2 separate regions of the Mus musculus genome follow, and region 1 is linked to region 2. Evidence: chromatin contacts called from public promoter capture Hi-C data. All regions are on one chromosome and are shown on one strand. The core of a region is the stretch at or near the end of the contact, and the rest is flanking DNA. Distances in the headings are between cores, read along the strand shown. Region 1 holds the start of Lsg1 (large 60S subunit nuclear export GTPase 1). Region 2 holds the start of Gp5 (glycoprotein 5 (platelet)).

Evidence for each region. Promoter capture Hi-C pulls out the DNA fragments that hold promoters and counts their contacts.
Region 1: a promoter capture Hi-C map of neural stem cells shows a contact between it and region 2. The contact joins the promoter of Lsg1 here to the promoter of Gp5 in region 2. A contact is called at or near these places in 1 of 39 promoter capture datasets (neural stem cells), 4 of 115 datasets of contacts at active chromatin or transcription factors (effector CD8 T cells, large pre-B cells, memory CD8 T cells and 1 more) and 1 of 9 other capture datasets (embryonic stem cells).

What each region holds. Positions count from the first base shown.
Region 1 is chr16:30,586,162-30,591,069 of GRCm38.p6, forward strand. Lsg1 (large 60S subunit nuclear export GTPase 1) reads right to left here and starts at 1,428. Exons shown (of 14, transcript NM_178069.5): 1 at 1,277-1,428. The coding sequence starts at 1,375.
Region 2 is chr16:30,308,542-30,313,637 of GRCm38.p6, forward strand. It overlaps Gp5 (glycoprotein 5 (platelet)), which reads right to left and starts at 2,240. Exons shown (of 2, transcript NM_008148.4): 1 at 2,214-2,240; 2 at 1-1,315. The coding sequence starts at 1,313. Atp13a3 (ATPase type 13A3) reads right to left here. Exons shown (of 34, transcript NM_001128096.1): 34 at 3,882-5,096.

The DNA of each region.
Region 1 (4,908 bases), core at 178-2,677, 280 kb after region 2:
GTCATCAAAGGAGCAGGAGTCTCAGAGACCACAAGTTTAAGGGCCATCGTGAACTGTGTAGAGATCTGTTTCCCCACTCCCCTTAGTCTCCTCTGCCCCAAATCCCAAGGGCTGGGAGACTGACTTGCCTGGAATGACCATTAAAAAAAGAGCTACCTGCTAATTGATTTCTCATACAACCCTGAGTTTGGACAGGCGGTGGTGGCGCACGCCTTTAATCCCAGCACTTGGGAGGCAGAGTCAGGCGGACTTCTGAGTTCGAGGCCAGCCTGGTCTACAGAGTGAGTTCTAGGACAGCCAGGGCTACACAGAGAAACCCTGTCTTGCAAAAAAAAACAAAACAAAACAAAAAACAAACAAAAAAACCCAAAAAACCAAAACAACCCTGAGTTTGATATATACCATCCCAAGTTATATGCTTACTACAGATACAAACATAGTTTTTTTTTTTTTAAACGAAATTAAGGATTAAAAGCTTAGGATTAACAAATATCAGGATATGAGTTAGAATTTCTTTAGATTAAAATTAAACCTCTCCACTATTTCCCGAAGGCCAGTACATTGAGAGTAGTATCAAAAGTCCAGACTTGAACACTGAGAAAGAAGCATGTGTGTCTTCCTCAGAGTTTGGAAATGGGACGATGTAACGGACACGCACCAGGGACAACTTCAGCACAGGATTTTAGTGAGGACTCGGAATGTCCTCAAATACTCTGCTGGGATTAATTTCTATACTTCATTTACTTTTTAAGGCTACCACGATCTTCCCTAAGCTTCTAGAGACAATGTCAATTTCTTACGATAAACCCCAAGGGGGCAAAACAAGGCAAAGCAGAGATCGCCTCTAACGGAACCATCTCTAGAGGATCGATTCTCTGGGCAACTAAAATCGGAAAGTTTAAAAGATCCAAGCATGGTGGCCACGGCTTGTAAACCCAGAACTCTCCAGGCACAGGCACGAGGAAGGCAGTCCTGAGCCAAACTTGGCTGCATACGGAGACTTTGTTTCAAAATTTTACGATAACAAGTTATCTTCTTTATAGAAATATCCAAGAGCGCCCGTGGCTTCTAGAGCATAACTCAAACACAGTGAAACATTCCAACACGATGGGTTCTTCCCATTTTCATTACACACTAGTCCTGTATCAAGCCTCTCTGCGCCCTGCTGGGGTCTGCTTCCAAACCCTGTTCAGGCGCGACTTCTGGCTCCAACTTTTGTAGCATGGAGGCACTCAGAACAAGACAGAAAGACTATGGAGAGCACAGATTTCCTTACCCAGGAGTCAGTATGACGGTGGCTGCGGCTTCGCTGAGTCTGCTGCCGGATAAGTACTCGGCCCAGGGACCCACCACCCGGCGCTCGTCTCCGACCCATAACCACGCATCAACAGCACAAACCACTGCTCAGCACGCGAGGCTTCCGGTTTCTCCGGCTGTGAACCCGGAAGTGATGTAAGAGCGAGCCTAAGTTGTCCAGTCCGGAAGTGTAACAGCGGGGTATTGAATGACTTGTTTCAGAATGATTTTGGTAGATCCCAAGTTTGACAATATTATAGAGAAGAAATGTAAAATTTTTTTCTCGGTGATTCCTTATGGCTACTCCTACGACTGTTTCCATTTTGATACACTGACCGATTTAAGAGAATGGTACATTCCAGACTTGTACTCCACTGTTTAAAGTCCGGCGGGAAATTGGGACAACTGGAAAATATGTCCGCTCAAGTTCACGGGACTAACTCCATCTTCCCCGCGGCTTCCGTCAGGAAGAGGAGGGGACTCCGGTGAAAGAAGAGTGCTTCTGTGGCTCTAGGTGGCAGAAGGTTCCCGATGCTGGTTTTTCTGCTCAGCAATTAAATCGATTTTTGTTTTCCTAGTATTCACTAGTTGCGGAGCAGGGAGAAAAATTCACACATGGGTGAGAGTTTAGAATGGGCAGTTAAAAAGCATTTTCAGAACTAGAAAGTGAAAGCCGGCGGCGTTGCGCTTCTGCTTTCTGGAGCAGAAAAAAAAAAGTTCACATGTTCCAGTGAGCATTGTATCAACATTTTTTATAATTAAAGTTAAAGCGAAAATAGTGATCTGGCTCCACTAATAGATATTCAATGCCCCAAACCAATCATCGGCTTTCCTCGTAATGTGTATATATAAAAAGTCAATTTAAGCCAGGCGTGGTGACACACACCTTTAATCCTAGCACTTGGGATACTGGATGGCAGATCTCCACAAAGAGAGCTCCAGGACAGTCAGGGCTACACAGTGAGACCCTTTCTAAAAAAGAAAAAAGAAATCAGTTTATAATCGACTGTGTTGAATAACATCCTCATTGGGGAGACCACGGTAACATGCTGCTTAGCCATGGAAGTAGTTTTCACCGGCTATAGATCAAAGACATGCTATGAGTTAGGAGTCTTGTTACACTTCCATTATTATTGAGAGTACTCGGTCATTGTTGCTAACTTGTTTGATTAATCTATGTATAATAAAATATTATAACTAAGTGGCACATAAACATGTATATATACACATATATGTGTATCTATGTATACGCACGCGCACACACACACATGCATGCCCACAATATTTTTACTTGTCAGTTAAAATAATTACGAAAAACATCAGGAAGGCACCTAGTCTGTTAACTTTTCTAACTTTAATGTGTACAGAAATTTCCCAGGAATAACCTTAACAGAATGACTGATTCATAAGTTCTGGGTGCTGTGTGTGTGTGTGTGTGTAACACGTTTCCAGGTAACAAGTAACAAGAGCAGCCCAGCCCGTTCTTTTCTGGTGCCGATGAAGACGCTGCAGTGGACTAGTTAGCAGCCAGCAGAACTGGGACCACACCGCTCACCCATTTCTGACTCTTTGCCCACTTCCTTTTTGTGTGCCATACCTCCACTAGACTCTTGCTTAATTGGAGTGAATTTTGTGGAGCTCCCAAAGGAATGACAAAGTCGGTGGCAGTTGGAAAGTCTTTGGGACGGCAGTGCTCACAAACCAGAGAAGGAATGGACGAGAACATGAATTCTCTGTTTCCCAGCATAGAAGCACGACTGTAAAATCTCTGAACACACTCTCCAGGAGGAAGATAGAGAGAAGATACACAAATAGAATTAGAGACAGCATCTGTTTTTGTTTTTTTTTTTTTATGCAAGAGCAAGAGAAATTTTATTTAATCCAGCATGCAGGGGTCACCCTGCATATAGGGAGAGAGCGACCGCATCTGGCACTGTTAAAGTTAACCCTAACTCAAGGAAATGAAGAGGGTTATGCATTTTAATAATGGCAACACTAATAGAGAGTTTAGAGAAAATGGCCATCTCATTACTAGAGTAACCATTCAACCAGTAACTCAAGGCTTCACCTTAGTTTCCTTTTCCAGAGCATTTGAAAAAGGAAACCCTCTTGGCTGGTTGGTTAGTTAGTTAGTTTGTTTAAGACAGACTCATATCCCTCGTCCCATACGGTTTCTCTGTGTAGTCCTAGCTGTTCTGGAATTCACTCTGTAGACCAGGTTTGCCTAACTCAGAGAAATCTGCCTGCCTCTGCTCCTCAGATGCTGGGACTAAAGGTATGCACCACCAGCTCTGTGCTCAAAATGAAAATTTAATCAAAATTTTTTTGGGAGTGTCAAAAGAGCACCAACATGGTAAGATTAATAGTAACTATTCCAAGCTGCCAACTAAGGCACAACCTATTTAAATATTTTCTCACAACACAATACTCAAAGAAGTGAGCCTCAGTTTTCTTATCTGGCTAATAGGAATATGAATAGTGGTCATGCCTTTAATGTAGTAAATGCCTTTAATCCCAGTATTTGGGAGGCAGACAGAGGCCAATCTCAGTGAGTTTGAGGACAGCCTGCATAGAGAACCCCAGGCCAACCAGGGCTATATCATAAGACCCTGTTTCAGAACAAAACAAACAGAATGATCATCAAAATTTTTGTCCTACAAATGTAACAAACACAATAATTCTGCAAGACCATTGTCCAGTAGTTTGTGGAGATACCCGTTTTTCTTCTGCCCCACCCCACCCACACACACCCTGACTGAGCCATATACGTGAGAACCCAGCTAGATAATTGTTCATGGAGAAGGGCAAAGAGGTAAGCAACTGAGGGAGCTGATGAGGCAAGAGCATAGGACCCAGATTCGAAAGAGGAGTGCAAGTGAGGATCATGGTGATGAAGGATTGAATAAAGGGCTGGATGCTGCCAGAAGGAGGGGGATGTGTGGATGAATCAGCCAGGTCCCTGCCCTCTGACTGCAGGAGCTATTCCACCCACACACTGTAGGGCGCAACATAGCCCAGCCAAACTCCTGCCATTGCTTTGTCATGCCATCTGAAAAGCTCATCTACCAGACCTCCACCGGAATACTCCCAATTCCCAGAGCTAAGCTCTTCCATGGAAACCAGGATTTCCCGAGAAACTGATTCCTGGGGGGTGGGGTGGTGGTGGTGGTGGGGAGGCTGCATTGGTTTGGGGTTTGGAAGCCTGTATCAACCTTCCAAATAGCAGCACAGGGAGAGTGGCTCACCCATGATGTTGCATAATAGGTGACTTACCTTGTCTAAACAAAGGCAGTTCCAAGCCCTGATACCCACACCCAGGAACAAATGTTGGGATCGTGTTTCACCAATTCAGTTCCACACTGCTCCCAGGGCTCCACATCTCTCAGGGGAGGGAGACGAGAAGCAGATTGGCTTCTATTTTGGCTTTATCACCCCTTTGCCCAACAATGTGTCAGTGGCTGACATTTTCTCAAGGTAAACACACATCCCCATTCTCCCATCTCTCACCTCTACACACCCTAGTCAGGAACAGCAAAGCAGTTTGCATAAGCCCACAAGTTGTGAAAAAGTCTGGCCATCTTTGTGGAGTGTTGACAAGTCAGTAGGGGAACT
Region 2 (5,096 bases), core at 990-3,489:
TGCCGCAGCCACTGGAGGAAGGGCCACAGGCCACAGTCGCAGAGCCAGGGGTTGTGACCCAGCAGGACCTGGGTCAGCTGGGGCAGAGCCGCGAACACGTCTCCTGGCAGCGTCTCCAGCTGGTTGTGCTCTAGCTGCACGCTCTCGAGGCTGCTGAGGTTGCGGAAGAGCGTGCGGGGCAGGGCCCGCAGCCGGTTGTGGCGCAGCGACACCTGGCGCAGGTGCCCGAGGCCGCGCAGCGCGTCGTCCCGCAGCTCCGCCAGGGCGTTGGTGTGCAGCGCGAGCACGCGCAGCTCCCGTAGGCCCTGGAACACGCCGCGCGGGAGCGCGCTCAGGCGCGGGTTCCGCGTCAGCCCCAGCGTCTGCAAGCCGCTCAGGTTGCGGAAGGCAGCGGCGGGCAGCGTGCTCAGGTGGGTGCCGTTCAGCCACAGCTCCCGCAGGCCGGCCATCTCCCCGAACAACACGTCCGGGAGCTCCTCCAGGGGGTTCTCGAACAGAGTCAGCCGAGACACGCTGCTCACGTGAAGGAAGAGCGCGGGCGGCAGAGACTCCAGGAGGTTTCCGGATAGAGTCAAGGAGCTCAGGTTTCCGAGGCGGTCGAAGGCACCCGGGGCTACGGAGCGGAGGTGATTCCGCTCCAGCCGCAGCTCAGTCAGGGCGCCCAGGTTGCTCAGCAGCCCCGAATCCACAGACGTGAGCTGGTTTGAATAGAGCAGCAGTTTCTCAAGCTTAACTTGAGCCCCAAGCAGTCCCTTGGGCAGGTGGGTCAGGTTGTTTCGCGATAAATCCAACAACTTCAGTTCTCTCAGGCTCGAGAAAAGGTTAGCAGGAAGAAAAGAGAGCTGATTCTGGTTCAAACCGAGCTCCTGAAGGTTACGCAGTTGCTGAAACAGGTTTTGATCAAGGTCCCTTAGTGCATTGTGGTCCAAGAACAGCTGTTCCAAGAGTACCATCTTATCCAGGATCGCACGTGGAAGACGAGAGATTTTGTTGCGCGTCAACCTGAGGGTTTTCAGTTTTACCAGGTCATTGAAGGTGCCGGGGTCGATGGCGGAAATGTGGCTATCTGAGAGCATCAGGCGCTGAAGGACTGTCATGCCGCTGAAGCTGTGGTTCCGCAATATGCCCTGGTCCATTCGGAAGAGCAGGATGTGTGTGAGGTTCGTAGGCAGACCTAGCTCAGCGATGTGAGCCACGCTGCCGCCCGAGCACTGCGCGGCATCGCGGACCACACACTTGCAGGTTTTGGGGCAGGGAAAAGGTTGGGCACGCAAGAGTGCGAGCACCGCGGACAGCAGGGCGCTTCTTAGCATGTCTGAAATGCAAGAGCAAAAACAAGGCTCAGAGCATATCCTGGAGCCCTGCACGCACTGCTGCAAGCACAGTTTTTGGGCCAGCACTCTCACGGCCTTGGAACGCTCAGATACAACCAAGTCTTCCTCTATCTTACAAAGGCTGATTAAAAAAAAATTACTTTTCTATTCAGCATATGTGGGTATTGGAGAGTAGATCAGTCTTACAGGTTCCCATTTTTATCCAGTCAGCCATCTCCCCGGTTCTGTTTAGAGCATTGACATTTGGGCATTTTCAAGCTACAGAATACCTTAAAATCGTTACAGAACGAATTAAAATTGCTACGGTCTTTTTCAGAGAATAGAAAGCAACGCCTCCTGGGACTGGCTGTGTCACTGACTTTAACAAGTTAAGCAGGGAGCTTTATCCCCAACAGTCAGCAAGAGAACCGCAGCAAGGCCCACTTCCACTAGATTCAATTTCTTACATATTTTCAAAGTACCAACACCCCACAACTCATTACACCGTTTTGTAACTCCCGGCCCGGAGCCCAGTGGTGCAGGTGATAATGCCCATTGCTTTATGCCATGCTTTTCTGAACTTTGCACTGTTACAGTAACACGAGTGCAGTAGGCTGGTCGCTCCAGTGTACATGAGGTTAATTTAAGTGTCACATAAGTAGCATTTGAAGATGTTTTTCTGACTCACACATTTAAATAATGAGCTACTGTTTGCTTATACACCAAGCTGCTTAATAAAACTACTCTGGGCATTGAGTTACCCAGGAAGCACACAGTAATACTAGTTTACTCTGTTTCCCAAGTAAAAATTTGTACTGTTTCTTGTACCAGGTCTCCTTCTGCCCCTATACAGACTGAGCCTCTAACTGCATACACTAATTTAAGAATATTTGGCCTTACCTGAAGCAGTTCTGCACCCTGGACTGACTGAAAGGCTTGCAGCTCTGCTTGTGACTTGGCACTTCAGAGAGGAAGAGGGAAGTATTCTTGCATCCTCAAGATAAAGACCTTACCAGATAAAAAGTCAAGAAAAAGACTATCTCCATAGGGCATATTCTAGGTTTTAATGACAAGAGCTTTCAAACTTTCAGAGTCCATAGTTAAAAGTCCTTTTGTAAAAGCTAGAGAGTAGAGGGCCTAAGTTTTCCCAGAAATAGCAGGCTGTCATTACATGGGCCACACTTTTGGTTTTTTTCCATGCTACATTGCACTAACTCATTCCTGTGCAGGAGTATGTGGGTGCATGTGGCAGTGCCTCACTTGTGGGTGTCAGAAAACTTTAGGCAATTGGTTCTCACCTTCCTCCACGTAGGTTCCCAAGGACTCACACCATGTCTTGGGAGGTATCTTTACCTGATGAGCCATCTCTTTTGCTCAACATTTTATTTCTTAAATAAGGCCAATGAATTCTCAAATGCCCGCCCCCAATGGTTGGTCTAGCCATTGTCAAACATGTTCAGTAATAGCATTGCTCAAGGGTTCGTGTTCAGTTTAACTTAATGTCAAACTGCCTACCACCGTGGTTGTATTGCCACAGTGCCACACTGTGTGTAAGAACTCCTGGTCTTCACGTCTCTGACCTGGACTTCAATCCTGGTCATTCAGATTGTTTCCATGATGCCTATTCCTTAGGCTTAGGCTCAGCCCAAAGAGCAAAATGGCATACCAATCTACCAACCTATGGTCTCAATATGCTTTATAACGTTGCATTTCTGTATAATGACAAACTTGATGTCTTTCTTTACAGTGAAGGGCCACCTGTTCTTCAGCTTCTGAGAAACTCGAGTTCCCCTTTTATGTCTATTTTTCTCTCAACAACTTGGCTATGTATATGTAGCTCATGCTAGCTTCAAATTTACAATCTTCTGGCCTTAGTGTCCTAGAGTTTGGGAATCACAAAGAATGCATCACAATGTCCAGCTGTGCTCATTTTTCCTATATGTAACTATAACATAGACATTCTTTATAAGTGCTATTATCTATTGGTTGTCAAGTCACAGATTATCAAGTAGATCCCTCCAAGGGGGAATACCCACCAATTCCTTTAAATGCTCTCACGCTGTTTCCCTTAGCATTCAGATCCAGGGGTACAGATCTCTTTGTATGTACCTAAGAGGCAGAGTTACGTTAAATATGCTTCTATCACTATTTTCCACTTTTCACCCACTTTAAGAACAAGATCCAGAGCCTGGGGAGATAGCTAGATAAGCAAAATGCTTGCCTTGTAAGCATGAAGACTCATTCAATCCCTGGAACTTCACAAGGGGAGCTAAGCACAGTAGGCAGAGGGATCCCTGGACCTTACTTCAAAAAGTCTGGCTGGCTCTGGTTTTCACCAAGCAGCAACCCCAGAGTCCCCAACTGCCATTCTGCTTGCAGTGTGCACCAGCCAGCCAGCTCTTCCCCCAACCAGTCCATCAAACTAAATAGCCAAGCTGCCTTCCTCTCAACCAGCCTCCCAGGCAAAAACAACGAAACCCCATCTACAGTGAAACTGTTTCTGAGAGAGCTAGCTGTAGCCACATAATCAAACAAGTGTGTAAGGATCCAGGAAAAAATATTGACATATTTAATTCATTAAAATTTTTTATTTTGAATAGCTTTAATCAAAAAGGATTTCATATGGTATTTACAATGCTGAATGTACAATTATGAATATCTACCTTTTTGACAAAAGGGTACCATTCTTGAGCAGCAATACAATTTTAAAAATATAAAGATGTGTCATTTCTGATATATAAAGTTACTTAAAAAAAATCCACGGTCTCAGGGAATTCACAAATTATAACAGGAAGTAACTTTTATTAATTTCATGTGCACATAATTACCAAATTGTAATACATTAAAAATACATGTAAATGCCCAGACTGTACAAAAGTTAATTCCCTATTTTGTTAAAAGTTCCCAGTAGCCTCCCACCATAAATATACAAAACCCTTTTAATTGATACAACAAAACTGCATGCATGAGATATTAGATGTTCTCTAAAGCTTGAAGTTGATCTTCACTGGATATGAATTTTTGCTGCTTTTGGAAAAAAATATATATGAAAGAAACACATTATTTACCATGCCTTTGAAACTGTGCAGTACTTTCATCAACATGGGAAACAAAATGAAGTATAAAAACAAGAAGAGGTTTGCTTAAATGGAAAGCGTTTGAATCTCAGGCTTGTTGGCGCCACACTCGCCCAAGCACTGTCTGCAGCATTCCCTTACAGCAGTTGGTGCTACAAGATAGAAACCGGTTACCATTATTTATTTATATGTAAGGGAGGAAAACAAACAACTTTAAACAACCCTGAGGGAGACCCACATTAAAAAATCTTATTTATTTAAAAAGTTAAAAAGCTACATATCATTATTTAACAATTACTTTACCAGACATTTCTGTCCTTTAAGTATGTGCATAAATAAAATTTAAATCAGCAATATTATCAATCTTAATACATCAAAATAATATATGTACAGATTTTAAAATTTAGGTCTGTATATATTCAAATAATTTAATGTAAAATTCAGAACCAAAATTACTATGTAATGATGACTTACAGAAGACTCAGTCTACCTATGGCACTAAGCAGGACCCATGTCTGCATTCACAGACATTCTTCGAACAATATTCTCAACTGGAATAACCTATCTTATCTATGTTCAAATCTAACTTCGTACAAATGCTTTCTCTCACCTACATAAAACCTTGTTCCTTTGCAAACAATATGGACAGATGAGATATAAACCCTTATCAACTCTAAATGTTAAAATGAACTGTCAAAATAGCCTT